2 separate regions of the Mus musculus genome follow, and region 2 is linked to region 1. The links are chromatin contacts, called in public Hi-C maps. All regions are on one chromosome and are shown on one strand. The core of a region is the stretch at or near the end of the contact, and the rest is flanking DNA. Distances in the headings are between cores, read along the strand shown.

Region 1 (7,822 bases), core at 2,890-5,389:
CAGAAGCAAGGATGCTTGACTCTCACTTAGAGGAGAGAATAAAATAGTCTTAGGAGTCAGATGGAGGGAGAGAACTGGGTGGGAGAGTGGGTGGAGAGGAGAAAGGGAGGTTTTCGGGATCGGGTATGCAGAGAGACAAAAGAGAGGGCCAGAGAGCCAGAAGAATGAATGGAAATCTGTGGCTGGCAGGGTTTGGAGATGGCAGCATCTCTAGGACATGCTAGAGATTTGGGATGGGAGAGGCTTCCAGGAATCTATGGGGAATGACTTTAGCTGAGATTCCTAGCAGTGGGGATATGGAACCTGATGTGGCCACCTCCTGTAGCCATGTAGGACCCCCCAGTGGAAGGATAAAGGATACCAATCCACTCACAAATCTTTTGACGCAAAATTTATCCTGTCTATAAGAAATTCAGGGACAAAGATTGAGCAGACACTGAGGGAATGGCCAATCAATAACCTGACCAACTTGAGACCCATCCCTTGGGTAAGCACCAATCCCTGACACTATTAATGATACTCTGTCTGTTATGCTTGCAGACAGGAGCTTAGCATAACTTTCTTCTGAGAGACCCTATGCAGTAGTTCACTGAAACAGATGCAAAGACCTACAGCCAAACATTGGGCAGAGCTTGATGAGTCTTATGGAAGAGTTGGGGGAAGGATTGACATCACCCCATAGGGGATAGGAAAACCAACAGTCAAGTAACCTGCACCAATGGGGACCCTTAGAGACTAAACAATCAAACAAAGATCATACCTGGGCTGGCGCTAGGCCCCTTGCACATATATAGTAGTTGTGCAGCTTGGCTTCCATGTGGGTACCCCAACAGCTGGAATGGGGTCTTTCTCTAAAGTTGTTGCCTGTCTGTGGATCCTGTTTCTCTAACTGGGCTGCCTTGTCTAATCTCAGTGGAAGAGGATGTGCCTAGCCCTGCAAGGACTTGATGTACCAGCATCCAGGTGATACCCATGTTGGCTCTAACCCCTCTGAGGAGAAGGAGGAGAAGGGGGTGAGGAATGAACTGTGTAAGTGGGGGATGGGGGCAATGATTGATATGTAAAGTGAGTAAACAAATTAATGAGGAAAATGCCCTTGCTCTATAAGAGATAATGATGCTTCATTCTGCTAAGAAAATGAGAATACAAGTTATGCATCAAGGGGAAATGGTCCAAACCCACAAGCCTGGGAGAAGACCAGCATGAAGACTCTATCATGAACTCTAACAACACATCCAGGGCGGAGGGGGGTGGGGTTACAGGGAACTTTCTGGATAGCATTTGAAATGTAAATAAAGAAAATATCTAATAAAAAAACTATGGATTTAACAAGAAATAAAATGGAACATGACACATATTAGTTTGCCAACGACCCTGTGAATGGCCCCACACCTATGTGCTTGTGGGCAGCATTAATTGGCCTCAGGAGGTTATTAATAGAAATAAAGAAAGAAGTCATGAGGTCGGGAAAGAGGTGTGGGGTAGGAGCAACAAAAGGAGTTGGAGGGAGGTTAGTGATGGATGGGTTTGATCAAAAGTCATTGTATAACTATATGGCATTGTCAAAAAACAAAAATATTATTTAAAAAGAAAAAAAAGAACAAAGCATCTGGTTGATGGATAAAACATGGCACCAACGTGTCAGTGATGAGGATACAAGATGTCTAGTGGGACAGGAACGGTGTTCAAAGTCAGCCACTAGGAAAGCACAAACCAAACTACAAGGAGACAGCATACACATTCATACAAATGACAAATGTCAACACAATTGCCATCTAATATGCAGAGAAACTGATCAACTAATATATAAAAATTTGGCCATTTTTCATAACCAAATTATCTAAGTTTACTTCCCAGATGACATGATAAAATACCAACTAAATGCAACTTGGAGAAAAAAAAAGAGTCATTTCATTTTACAATTTATAATCTATCACTGCGAGACAGCAACTCAAGGAGAAACCATAGGAAACTCTTCTTAGTTTTTCTGAATCGTGTTCAACTCCTTTTCTTTTACTACTCGGGGCACTGCCCAAAGTGAGCTGGGACTCCTGCATCCATTAGAAATTAAGAAAATGTGCTATATACAATGGTAACACAAATGTTATAGAGGTGACCACCGACCCTTTAATTAGATTTAAGGCCCATTTCATGAGATGAAATCGCACATGATACTGTTAAAAGGGCCAAGAACATGAGACTATATAGGTCACAGGCCCTAAAGAAAGCCTAATACTCTTGTTTTGCCAAAGGAGCATAGAAAGAAAATGATTCCTAATGACACATTGCTATACCCACAGATTGGTGAATCACTTAACTCACATCACAGAAGTTCCTTCTGACAATAGATAATAGTGAGTCCAAAGACCCGTAAGTGGACAATGTGCAGAGAGTAAGAGATGTTAGAGAACTTAACCCTAAATAGTATGTCTCTATTAAATTTCTCCCCTCATGGACCAAAGGTCAAAGAGGAAAAGGAGGAGGAGGAAGAGGAAGAGGAGAAGGAAGAGATGGAAAGATTGTAAAAGCCCAAGATGGGGAGATGACTCCAAGGAAACTCTCCTCCAGACACAAGAGTACTGATGCACATGTGAACGTACATAAAATATAAAACATAAAATAGAGGTAAGGGTGGTGGAGAGAGCATGAAAAGGCTATGAGAGGGTAGCATGAATAGATAGAGATGAAACTTCTATCTATTGACTTTCTTGGTGGATCCATGAATTTCTACATATGATATCATTCCATAAATTTCACGGACACACTGTACAAGTGAATCTAGGGTAATCTGAATAAGGCTGATTCATGAATAAGGCAACATTCATGTCCTGGTTATTATATTGTGTTAGAGTTTTTTGTGATGTTACCCTTGAAGAAGACCAATAAATAACAAATAAAGCTCTGTCTGTGTTGTTACTTACAATTGCTCATGAACCCGCAACTATCTCAAGATAAAATGTTCATTCTTTAAGAGCATGGTTCTGCCACCTAGCGACTACAAACTAGCAATGTGATTTAAAGGGTGAAAAGAGCAGAGGGGTTATCCTATTTTAGGGCATTTCAAATAATCTGGCCTATGTACTTTCACATACTTGAAAACATTACATGCTTATAGCACTACATTCTTGCTATAAAAATCAGGAATTTTTATCACTTCAAATTAAAACGGAAAATGTTTGAACTGAATGTTGTAGTTTTACACACCATGGTTGAAGAGTTGAGTGCAAAGAGAGGGTGGTGTCTGGATTAGTGGAAATGCCTAAGATTTCCAACTGTTGCTCTGTGATTAAGTTCCGATTCTGCATGTGCGGTGGAGCCAAAAGCCAATGGTAAATGGGGGTTTGGGAAGGAGCTGTCAAAATCCAGACTGCTGTGTTGTCGGTATGAACTAAGGAAATAAGGAAGCCAGTATGATTGTTGATTGCTTTATCAGTTACTCACAATCTGTGTGTTGTCTGTGTATATAAGCAGGGTCTGAAGGGACTCTAGGGATCCCTGCACCCTTTGCTGACCAGACAGGAAGGAGAAAGCGAAACTTGCACTTGTCAATTAAAGGCTGTGATTTACAGCTGACCTCTCTGCCATTTCTGGTATTTGGTGACGACAGCAAGGACGGAAGAAAGACAGAAGCCATTTCCACTCCAGAGGCAGAAAGAAAAAAGTAGGTATTGGCTGAAAGCACTTTGTGTACCTACGTTGACTCTACATTTCACAATATCATTTTTAGCATGGACAGAGTCATGTTACAGATAGAAGAAAAAGACAATAATAAGTAGATAGATAGATAGATAGATAGATAGATAGATAGATAGATAGATCCACAGATGCAAACTGTAATAACTGTAATACAAGAAGGCAGACAGTAATTTCGAAATGGGTGCATTAGGCTTTGATAAGTTTGGGTTTTTTTTTTTTTGTTTGGTTGGTTTTTTGTTTTGTTTTGTTTTGTTTGTTTTTTTGAGAGGCAAAGAAGAAATCATGTTTTCACCCTTTAAATCACTTCATTGGCTTGTAGTCTTTTAAAACATGGCACTCCTTAACTAGGCATCTAAATGGCACATAAGGCTTCCATAGACAATACCTTCCGATGTATGCTTTCATGTGGCCACTAGGTGTCAGCGTAGTACAACAGAACCTGTGCTTCCTACTTAAAGCGTTCCCACTCTACAGCAACATCTTTCACTCAGCAGTGCGACCAATTGACAGGCATACATGGAATAAAAAAATCTCGTTTCCTTTGGGGCTATCTCATTCACCAGTGACTTTTCGGGAAATTTTCCGTTAATAAGTGCACACATTGCAATCAAGGATCTTCTTCTAAAAGCTGTGAGAGCGAGTTTGCAAGGCGGTGCATGCCTATAATCCCAGCATTCAAGTCTGCTCTACTCCAGTCCTATCGCAGAGAAAATAATGCCTAGAGCAATGGGAGTCCCTGAGAAGGGACAGATCGCAGCTCCTGTGGGGAGATTCCTTGGAGAGAAGAGAACAGGAGAGTGAGCACAGGACTGATTCAGTGAGCGCCTGCAGTCTCGCAAATTCTCCCCACTGAGAAGCCCATGGAGTTTGTACCCTTTCTTCCCTGCCTGCTGCTCCTTGTAACAAAGCAGGCCTGGAACACACTGTGTACCACATTGTTTCTAGAACACCACTCATTTGAATGACAGGTGACTGGGCCTCTAAGGGAAAGGGACTCCTTTGTGACTACTCACCTGCTCCTCCATCTAGAGTCAGCCTGTCATTTCTTTGAACCTAGAATGTAAAACACCAAATCAGTTCTACTTCTTTCTGTGGGGCTTTGGTCCCACAGTTGAGTTGTGCCTGAGGAAAATCTCCAGAAACAGTTTTCAGGAAAGTGAATCAAGTAGGGAAAGTGGAGCAACAACCACGCAGGCTTTCCATTTGATTTGCTTCACAGTGGATTGGGAAGTGGGGGAACGGCAAGTTCTCCCACCTTTGCTTGTGAGCTCTTCCCAGGCATTGTGCGAGACTCCAGAGCACTCTCTGAGCATCAAGGCTCCGGTCGGCTGTGACAATTCACCCAGAGCAGTGAACCTATGGACATGACCACACAAGGCTCAGAACTGTCTGGGTACCACAAGTTTTCCTCCTATATAGTATAGTAAATGGCAATCTGACATGGACTGATATGTCACCAGGTGACAGAGCCCAAATTAGCCAATAGTTGGTGGGTGGGTGGCAGCTGCCTTCCTTCACCACAGTATTCATCACAGTACTTGGCACCAGCTGTGGTAGGGGGGTAGGGGGACTTTTATTTACATCAGCTTGTGCTAGGGGGACATTTATTTGCATCACCATATTATCTGTCTAGTCCATCAGTTTCCTCAGTCATGAGAGATAGTGCTAACCTGCTGAAGCATTAAGCTCCTCTGAATGAAGGAGGGGCAGCCATCTACGTTATAGGGTGATGGGGACCTGGCAAGGCTAACAGGGCCACTTGCTTTTGAGCACTTTCTCATTCTGCCTGCCTTTCATTTGCAGTCTTCTAACCATCTCCAGCAGTTTTCTGGCACAGCTTTCTGGGAGCATGATAGAGAATACGAGAGCATAAGTTAGAATGTCTGCATCTACCCGAAACGTTTTAACCTTTTCTAAGATATCCTGAGACGTTCACTTTGACATAAGATTTAAAGGGATTTCTTTGTAAAGACTGTTTCAAGTTCTGTTAATCTGTACTATCTATAGTGATCAGCACCACAGCCAGTCACTTTAGCTGGAGATAAACAGCCCTGTGGTGCTAGAAATCTGAGCACCACAACAGAAAGGAAAGCTAGTCCTGGGATGGTTTCAGAGACTTTATGATGCCGAATTCTCAACATTTATGTTTTCATTTGTCTTAATATTTTACTGTTCCTATATTATACTACATTTTAAGAAAATCACTTACATTATAAATATTTTTCTAACTTTTGAATGTCAACTTCTTGCTGCTTGGGGGATACTTGGCCACTTCAGCGACAAATTACTCCTTAATATACTGTGCTTATTTAAATATGAAAGCATTAATGTATTTTGACAATTTGACAGGCGAACATGGAATAAATAAACTAAATGGCATGTTTTTCAACTGTGAATTGTGAGATTCCTGCTTTCATCTTAAAATGCTTTATTATATTAATTATATATATACATGTATATATATATATATGTATGCACTATTATTGTCTTTCTACAAAGATGAAATAGATGCTGGTTTAAGAAGTTGGCTGCATGTTTTCTCATACCATCCAACATGAGCAAATAAATTGAATACGTGCTTTGAAAAGCAGAAAGGGTAAGTTGCTATAGACGTAAAATGGAACATCCTCAACAGAGACTCCATAACCATAGCACAGCTGGCATGCCCTAAAGAGAACCTGCCATCTTCTGCTACATATGCAACTAGAAACACAGTTCTGGTGGGTACTGGTTAGTTCATATTGTTGATCATCCTCTAGGGTTGCAGACCCCTTTAGCTTCTTGGTTACTTTCTCTAGCTCCTTCATTAGGAGTCCTGTGTTCCATCCTATAGATGACTGTGAGCATCCACTTCTGTATTTGCCAGGCACTGGCCTAGCCTCACAAGAGATAAATATATCAGGGTCCTGTCAGATAAATCTTGCTGGCATGTGCAATACTGTCTGGGTTTGGTGGTTGTATATGAGATGGATCCCCAGTTGGGCAGTCTCTGGATGGTCCTTTCTTCTGTCACAGCTCTGAACTTTGTCTCTGTAACTTGCTCCATGGGTATTTTGTTCCCCCTTCTAAGAAGAAACAAAGTATCCACACTTTGGTCTTCCTTCATCTTGAGTTTCATGTGTTTTGCAAATTGTATCTTGGGTAGTCTAAGATTCTGGGCTAATATCTGCTTATCAGTAAGTACATATCATGTGTGTTCTTTTGTGATTGGGTTACCTCACTCAGGATGATATCCTCCAGATCCATCCATTTGTCTAAGAATTTCATAAATTCACTGTTTTTAATTGCTGAGTAGTACTCCATTGTGTAAATGTATCACATTTTCTGTATCCATTCCTCTGATGGGGCTATTTCTTCATGGCTTACTTTATCCTAGGCCACTCAAATACCCACCACATGTCTCAGTTTAATCACATCAACAATGAAAGTAATGCCATTTCCTTCCAGGGTGTTTTTGAAATTAAGACATACATATAATGACCTGACAAGGGGCATTACACACCTGGGAAGTACTGTGTGGAGAGGCAATAGAAGAGATTCACGTGCAGGCTCCGTCTTTCAGGGCTCCACTCAATGCTTTGGTAGATCATGTACACTGAACTCCATTTCCCTTAAAACAGTGCACTCTACTAACACCCTAACTCATTCAGCAGGATCTAGTTGAATCAAAAGCACACAAGGAAGAGACCACAGAACTTCAAATCTCCCTTGTATCTTGTTTTGTGTTCATCATGGAATCCTGTCATTATTTCAAAATAGCTAAATAAAAGCAAAGGTTTGAGGGGATTTTTTTATTTGGTTTGGTTTGGGGTTTTTGTTAGTTTGGTTGGTTGGGTTTGGTTTTTTTTTTTCCTTTCTTTTTTTGTTTTGTTTTGCTTTGTTTTGTTTTGATGATAATTAGTGCTTATTATGTCAACTTGACAGAACCTAGAGTCATCTGAGTGTCAGGCCTGCGGAAAAATATCTTGATTATGTTAATGATGTGGGAATATTCATTTTGGTGGTAGATGGGACTATACCCTAAACACTAGATTCAAAACTGTAGATAATGGCAGAAGCAAGCCAGGCACTAACATGCATTCATCAGAATTATGTGAATGTTTTCCCACATTCTGTGAGCGCTATC
Region 2 (7,822 bases), core at 3,931-6,430, 150 kb after region 1:
GAGAAGTGAGTGTAGAAAAGAAAGGGAGAGGGGATGAAAAAGAGAACCTAGGCTGCATTAGTTGTCTCTTTTTAAACTAATTATAGTTGAGCAACTATATTCAGTGCAGTAGGTTGAATAGTGTCCTCCACTCCATATCTACCCATGATCTCACATGATACCTTATTTGCATATAGGATCTCTGAAAATAAAACTGATTAAATATCATTAGATAAAATTATACTTGGTATGGGTCCTTTTCACAACTAAGTATTAATCAAAGAAAACAGAGAGATATTGAGATTGATGAACACTCAAAAGAGAAAATGTAAAAATGAATTAAACAAAAGATAGTTATTTTTGCTGTAGCCCACTAAAATATGAAGTGACCATGAAAACAAAAAAAACTTAAACTGACTGGCTTCCTGCTAATGAATTCTCAAAGAACCAATCCAAGAAACAATTATCCTATATTTAAGACCATTCTTGTGTAAAAACTATTTGCAGAACTCTATTATAATCTTAAGACTCATTTTACTAATAACCGCCAATGCTAATCCGTCAGCTTTTGCCAGTTCGACAAACACCACAAGTGCCAGTGAAATTATTATCAAAACAACTTTCAGAGATTTCTCTGTCCTAACAAAAGCCCCACTTTAACTTGGTTCTCTGGATACTCTGCAGCATTCTGGCTTATGCATAATATCCCTGCTTCTTTGTTCATTCCCAAATGAAAGTTCCTTTATTGAACTTTTTCTCTATAGTTTAACTTTCAATATAAAAAACATTGATATATAGGATGAGGCTCTGCCTCCTAAAATTTCCACCACCTTCTTAAATAGGACCAACTAGGAAGCAAGTATTCAAATTCATGAACCTAAAAGGGGGGAGGAATTCCTCACCAAAATCTTCACATTCAGCCCTGTGCTCTCCAAAAGTTCAAGGCCATTTCATAGTGTAAAATGCACATAGTACCGCTTTAAAAGTCCCTGATAATTTCCTGCTGAAAGACTACACTTCCCAGGTTCCCTTGCAGACTATGGAAGTTATTTCCACCCTTATAAGAGGCCACATCCATCTTCTTCTGTAGGCATTTTGGACATCTACACACATGGGCGATAAGGATGTCTGTCCTCTTCCCATAAACATTTCCACCTGAGGTTAGGCCAAGCCTCTCTTTCCCCCTTCCCATCTCTCTCCAGCTGCTTTAGATAATCTAATATGATGATCCCAAAAGACCCAGGAAGGCATCTCCTAACCCTACCCCTTCCTATGGCAAAGATCTTTAAGCTTTTATTCCAGGACCTGAGGGTTTTTCAGGACCTCTGATTTGTCTCAGGCTGTCTTCTCTCTCTCTCTCTCTCTCCCTCTCTCTCTCTCTCTCTCTCTCTCTCTCTCTCTCTCTCTCTCTCTCTCTCTCTCTCTCTCTCTCTCTCTCTTCCTTCCCCTGAAAGTGTTAGGCCAGAAGCCACAGAACATGTAATTTAGCAAAACAGCAAGACAAGTTACTCCCATTGGATCTAATTCAAAGGAACTGTAATTAGGTTGGGGAGCTCACTGGAGCTTTCTTCTGTTCATCTTCAGACTGGCTTAGTCAAAGCCTGGAAACTTTCCAATGGCTACAAGAATCACTTGACAGCCCCAAATTCTCAGAACCTTGCCCTGGCCCTGTGATTTTTTAACCTGGAGACTGTCATGGTTGGGAAAGTCCCTGTATATTTCCAGGTGTATTTGGCCACTTCAAGATTTAGAGGACACTCTGAGCAACTGGATATTGTTAATCCCACCAGGCAAGAATGAAAACACTGCCACAATTTTTGAGTCAAATTTGAAGCAAGACTAGGACGATGAACATTGGCCAGGCCCATACACAGGATTCCCAGAGTATGGAATCAGCTTAGTCAGATGCCTATAAAAAACAAAACAAAGCAAACAAATGAAACAACCCTCAAGGCTACCTATATCCACCTTCATCCAATCAAGGTTAAGCATACATTCTAATGTACTTCCTGCCTGTGTATCTTCTACCTACCTGTGCTCAAGCACATCCCGTGTAGTTGGGGCAACCAAGCTTGTTTACAGAAGCAAACACACATGCTTGTTATCTTATATAAAAAAACAGAACCTAGCAATCCAAGAAGCTTTTTTTCCTTGTGCAAGTGGGACATACAGATTGGAATCATTTCTGTTTTATAATCTCTTAATTATTTAAATGTAAAACCTAATTTTAACCATTACAATATTCACCCTGTTTTGTCCTTGCCCTTCATCCACTCCAAATTTTTTATAGAATTGAAACCAGCAACTCTTCTTCACTCTTCAATGTAAATATATCCTTAGTATATATTGGACAAATGGCTAATACTGGCCCAAATTCAGAACTTTCAATTTTTAATGTCTAAACCAATTTAGACAATTCCATAAGATAAAATGACAGAGAGTCTGGATCCCCTTCCCCATAAAACTAACAGTTCACTTGAATCTTTGTCAAAGTACTGGCTTAAAGCAACACTTAGCATCAGAATGTTTCTAAACTTGTCTGCATTGCTAACTAGATAGCATTGTATGCATTGTGAACTTAGATAGCATAGGGGTTGTTTGCCTGATGCCTCTTGTGTCTTATATTTGTCCTACTTGTGTTTCTGCCTCTTTAAGCCTGAAAAATCCTACTTGCATATTTAACATTGTAGTCTTTTTGGAGGCCACACTGGAGGTGGGCTTTGAGGTTTCAGAAAGCCCAAGCTAGGTCCAGTGTTATTCTTTCTTCTGCTACCAGTGAATCTGGGTGTAGAACTCTCAGCTACCTCTCCAGCATAGTGTCTGCCAGTATGCTGCCAGGCTCTCCACTCTCATAACAATGGACTAAATCTCTGAAACTGTAACTAAGCCCCAATTAGGTGCTGTCCTTTATAGTTTTGCCATGGCCATGGTATCTCTTCACAGCAATAGAACACTGACTAAGACAAACACCTAAGTGGCAAAAGCATTTCAGATGGTCTGTCTCATCTGCAGACACACACAAGCTGATTTTGGATATATAATCACTGGATTCTCTCTTACAAAGATTCAGATGTCTTTTGGGTATGAATAATATTGAAAAATTTTTTCAGGCTGTTCTACTTTATTGAGAAAGCTGACTCTGGAGTTGGAATTTGGCCTGTCTGGTCCTGACCCCATCATGTTTGTTTAAAAATTTCCTCCAAAATCTCTCTCCTAGGTTAAGCTGGCCACCTGACTCTGTGACAAGTTGAAGGAGAGAAAAACAAAACAGCCTAGGAAAAGACTTTGTTCATGAGTTGTTACTAAGAAGTAAATTATTTCCCATAGACGTTATAAATGGCCAGTTATCTAACTCTTTGAATTCTCCCCATTTTTCCCTGGTTTTGTTCACTATCTTTAAAGATTTTTTTTTTTTTTTGTGAAAGCATAACTTTTTTCATCTTAGTATTTATACTTTCATTGAGGATTATTATTAAGACTTGTAAAATTAAAAGTTAGCTTAAAATCTGTAATAAGAAGGGGTTAATAGTTAAAAATCTATATGTAGATTATCTTAATCTGCTATAATATATGATGTATTTAACTAATGACCATATGGCTTGTTGCCATCTTGGCTTGTGACCTCATCAGGATAGACACATGACACATGACTTTATCATCACCTTGCTCTTAAGGTGATCTTATGGTCTCCCTTTACTTACCATTATATTCCCTTTTTTAAACTAAGGAGGCAAAACCAGGCTTCCAAGATGGTTTCTCTTAAGAGTGGGTATTACAAAACAAAACAAAACTGTGGCATTTTTTGCTATCTTAGTTAAGCATTAGCTACTAAAAGAAATTGAGTCATAAAAAATAGCCAGGCCCTGTATTCTTACCTTGAAGCCTACAATGAGTATGCAGGCTTTGATAATTATACTTGTAGATGTTTTCTAAGAAAATCTAAAAGTCAATGTTTGCTATAGCTCATTTAATTTAGTTATCTTGCTTTACAAATTATGCCTCTAAAGACTCAATTGATTTTTAAATATACTGATGTTAAGAAATATGCATGCTGGGGTCAGTGTATGATGACCTGGAGACAAAAGGAGTAAAGAGTTGGCCTTCTCCTTCTATGTTAATTCCATCCCTATTACATGTAAATCGTTTGTTACAGATTTATCATGACTGACTGCTTTCATCTTTTATCTGTGGGTTGAATGTATGGAATGAAAATGTAAAAAATTTTTTAAAAGGTTCCATCAATAAGGCTAATTTTAGAAAATTTTATAAAGTGAATCATTTGCACTTGACAAAGCAATCAGTCTTTGAAAGCATACTTTTAAATTAGAAAGGGAAAATCATTTCTTTTCAGGAAAAATAATTATCTCTTTCTGTGGTCTTATATTTACTACATAATCTTGGAATATATATATATATATATATATATATATGTATATATATATATATATATTGATGGTAACAAAATACGTATTAAGAGATGTTTTCAAACACTAGATACAGACATTTAAAGTAATAATCTCCATTTAAATTTTTACCTTACAAATTTTTTCTAATCAATAATTGTATTTTACTTGAAATTCATTCAGTAATTGCTGATATTGCTAATACTTTAAACAAATATGTAATGTTCATATGGTGGTGGTTTGAATAGGAATGGCTCCCATAATTGAAGTATTTGGATGCTTGGTCAATAGGGAGTGGTATTATTAGGGGGTGTGGTCTTGTAGGATTTGATGTGGCCTTGTAGGAGGAAATGTGTCACTGTGGGGTGGGTTTTGTGCTCTAAAAATCTCAAGACCAGGCTTAATAGCTCAGTTACTTCCTATTGCCTTCAGATCCAGATGTAGAATTCAGCTACCTCTCCAGCACCATGTCTACCTACATGCCACTTTGCTTCCCACCATAATGATAACGGTCTAAACCTCTGAAACTGTAAGCTAGCCCCAATGAAATGCTTTCTTTGAAAAGAGTTTCTGTGGTCACTGCGTCTCTTTATAGAAATAGAAACCCTAACAAAGACACTCTGTGAAAGGAGGGAATATCACTTAGACACTTTCTGATCCAAGTCATGCATTGGATGATGATTTTAATTGACCGCTTTTAAAATCTTCCAGGTATTTGTTCCTTATGCAGGAGACTAATGTCACAAACAACTAATTACAATTACTGTGTCCTTCTACAAGACACTTGGACAAGCCAGTTGCGTGCTTGCACTTAACTCTTGTTAATCCTGATGTAAAAGTTATCCTCGTATAACTTTGCTACTTAATGCTCCCAAGGAAAGAAGTTGTACAGTTTATTGCCTCCTGACTTATGATCTAGGTCTTTAACAACTGTTAAGTTTTATCATGGCCCCTTAGAGGCCCTTTTATGAAGAACTCTAACTGCCACTTCCTTTATCGCTTATCAGTCAGCTATGAAGCTGTTGCCAAGAGATCAACACTCCCAAACGCCTGAAAGCACTTTGGCTGATCTCTAAAGGGGACTAATGGGCCATGGGCCATCCATCATCCCTCTTCTTGCCATACTGGACTTCATTTTAGGGACTCAAAAAAAACGAAAACAGCTAGACTGAAGCTATCTTTACATCAATTAACCCATCTCTCTTGTCAGCTCTGATCTGCTTAACATCCTTCAGGACCAGCTGGACTCAATGACTGCTGCAGTGCTCGAAAATTAAAACAGGACTAGACCAGACTGCTGCTAAGGATAGATTTGTGTCCTCCTCAAACAATGTTGCTTCTATGCCTGCAAATGATAATAGATTTGAAATGAGCCATAAAGACTAAGGTTTCTGCATACTCGGGCTCCTCCATTTGATCTCTCTTTCTTTCTTATTATGCTCATACTTATGTTTTTGCCTTCTCTTTCCAATATTTTATTTATTGAACTTCACCCTACACCCACACAAAGTATTCCACTAAAGCTCTTCCAATAGTTTTCACCACACAATAGCTCCATTTGTTCTCAATACAACTGCAAAAAGACCTTTTAAATACAGTGGAGAAACTATAGCTAAAAGGGACCTTCATCACCTTCACCCAGGGCCAATACAATTCTTTATATTAGTCCTCTGTTTCCCTATTTTTCTATAGAACACATGGACAAGCCAGTTTTGCAGTTACATTTAATTCATGTGACTCTTGATGTAAAAATTTTCCTTATGGTTGCTCACAGTCATCCCTTACACAGAGCACAGGGTCCTCAATGAAGGAGCTAGAGAAAGTACCCTAGGAGTTTAAGGGTCTTGCAGCCCCATAGGAAGAACAACAATATGAAGTGACCAGCATCTCCAGAGCTCCCAGGAACTAAGCCACCAACCAAAGAAAACACATACTGGGACTCATGGCTTTAGCTGCGTAAGTAGCAGAGGACTGCCTAGTTGGTCATCAATGGGAGGAGAAGCTCTTGGTCCTGTGAAAGTTCCATGTCCTAGTATAGGTTAATGCTAGGGCCAGGAAGCAGGTATGGGTGGGTTGTTGAGCATGGGGAGGTGGGAGTGGATAGAGGGTTTTGGAGGGGAAAGCTGGAAAAGGGATAACATTTGAAATGTAAATAAAGAAAATATCCAATAAAAAAGAAAGAAATGAAGCATATAATTGAGGTGGTAAGTCCTAGGGCCGTCAGTGGTAAGCTTCTGCAAAGTATAATTCCAGAGGCTGCTGCTCACTTTTGTCATAGCCCCTTTGAGGCCGTCTTTTTAAATTTATTCTTTAATCTCTTTTTACAGTCCAGACTTTATCCCCCTCCAGGTCCACCCTCACTGTCCCACATCCCACTCCTCCTCCCCACACCTCCTCCTGTCTCCACAAGGATATCCCCCTCAACCACACCACCAGACCTCCCCACTCCCTGGGGCCCCAGGTCTCTCAAGGGTTAGGTGCATCTTCTCTGACTGAGTCTAGACACAGCAGTTCTCTGCTGTATATGTTCCAGGGGCCACATATCAGCTGGTGTATGCTCACTGGTTGGTTGCTCAGCATCTGAGCGATCTCAGGGGTTCAGGTTAGTTGAGACTGGTGGTCTTCCTACAGTGTCACCCTCCTCCTCAGCTTCTTCCAGCTTTTCCCTAATCCAACCACAGGGATCACCAGCTTCAGTCCATTGGTTGGGTGCAAATATCTGCATCTGACTCTTTCAGCTGCTGGTTGGCTCTTTCAGAGGGCAGTCGTGATAGCCCCTGTTTGTAAACACACAATAGCATCAGTAATAGTGTCAAGCCTTGGGGCCTCCCCCTTGAGCTGGATTCTAATTTGGACTCTGTTCTTGGACCTCCTTTTCCTCAGGCCCTTCTCCATTTTTGTCCCTGTAGTTCTTTCAGACAGGAACAATTATGGGCCAAATTTTTTGACAGTGGGTGGCAACCCCATCCCTCTACTTGATGCCCTGTCTTTCTACTGGAGGTGAGCTCTACAAATTCCCTCTCCACTATAGGGCATTTCACCTAAGGTTCCTTGGAGGCCCTCTTATGAGGAACTCATCACCTGTCTGTCCATCAGGAAGCAGTTACTGAGAATTTTCTTTCATGTTTTTTTTTCTACTTTTTGTTGTTTATTCATATATTTATGCAAATTTTAAGCATGAAGTAGGATCACAAAGATGAAGGTCAGATGTACTTTGTGAAATACAAATGAACAGATAACTGACATTTAGACTTCATCTCAGCATGGAGTGGATCACCATTATTACTTCAGAGGTTTATCTTGGAGACTAGCTTTAGTTCCTTATTTCCTAAGATAGACTTTTCAGAAAGTAGAAAAAAAAAAAAAAAGGAAAAATTATCATGATCTATGTCTAGGCCAAATTACAATATATACACATAGTAAAGTTTTAGAGAAAGGCC

Evidence for each region. A called contact is a pair of places that touch in the nucleus more often than the background predicts.
Region 2: a contact with region 1 is called in a Hi-C map of the N1E-115 cell line, with 8 times the contacts expected there. The contact joins two enhancer-like sites. A contact is called at or near these places in 1 of 15 datasets of contacts at CTCF or cohesin (large pre-B cells), 95 of 484 Hi-C or Micro-C datasets (the AML12 cell line, the AtT-20 cell line, the Ba/F3 cell line and 53 more), 6 of 115 datasets of contacts at active chromatin or transcription factors (astrocytes, embryonic stem cells, epiblast stem cells and 2 more) and 1 of 9 other capture datasets (embryonic stem cells).

What each region holds. Positions count from the first base shown.
Region 1 is chr12:39,506,027-39,513,848 of GRCm38.p6, forward strand. Gm34923 (a long non-coding RNA gene) reads right to left here. Exons shown (of 3, transcript XR_381461.2): 2 at 4,710-4,749. Among named protein-coding and RNA genes, the nearest start is that of Gm34923, 17 kb to the right of the region's middle. Within about 2 kb of position 4,140, at least 18 of the 459 cell types and tissues checked have an H3K27ac peak or open chromatin away from gene starts, as enhancers often do. A contact at or near this core is called in the N1E-115 cell line, where this site is marked.
Region 2 is chr12:39,655,216-39,663,037 of GRCm38.p6, forward strand. No RefSeq gene overlaps it. Among named protein-coding and RNA genes, the nearest start is that of Gm24434, 38 kb to the left of the region's middle. Within about 2 kb of position 5,181, at least 2 of the 459 cell types and tissues checked have an H3K27ac peak or open chromatin away from gene starts, as enhancers often do. A contact at or near this core is called in the N1E-115 cell line, where this site is marked.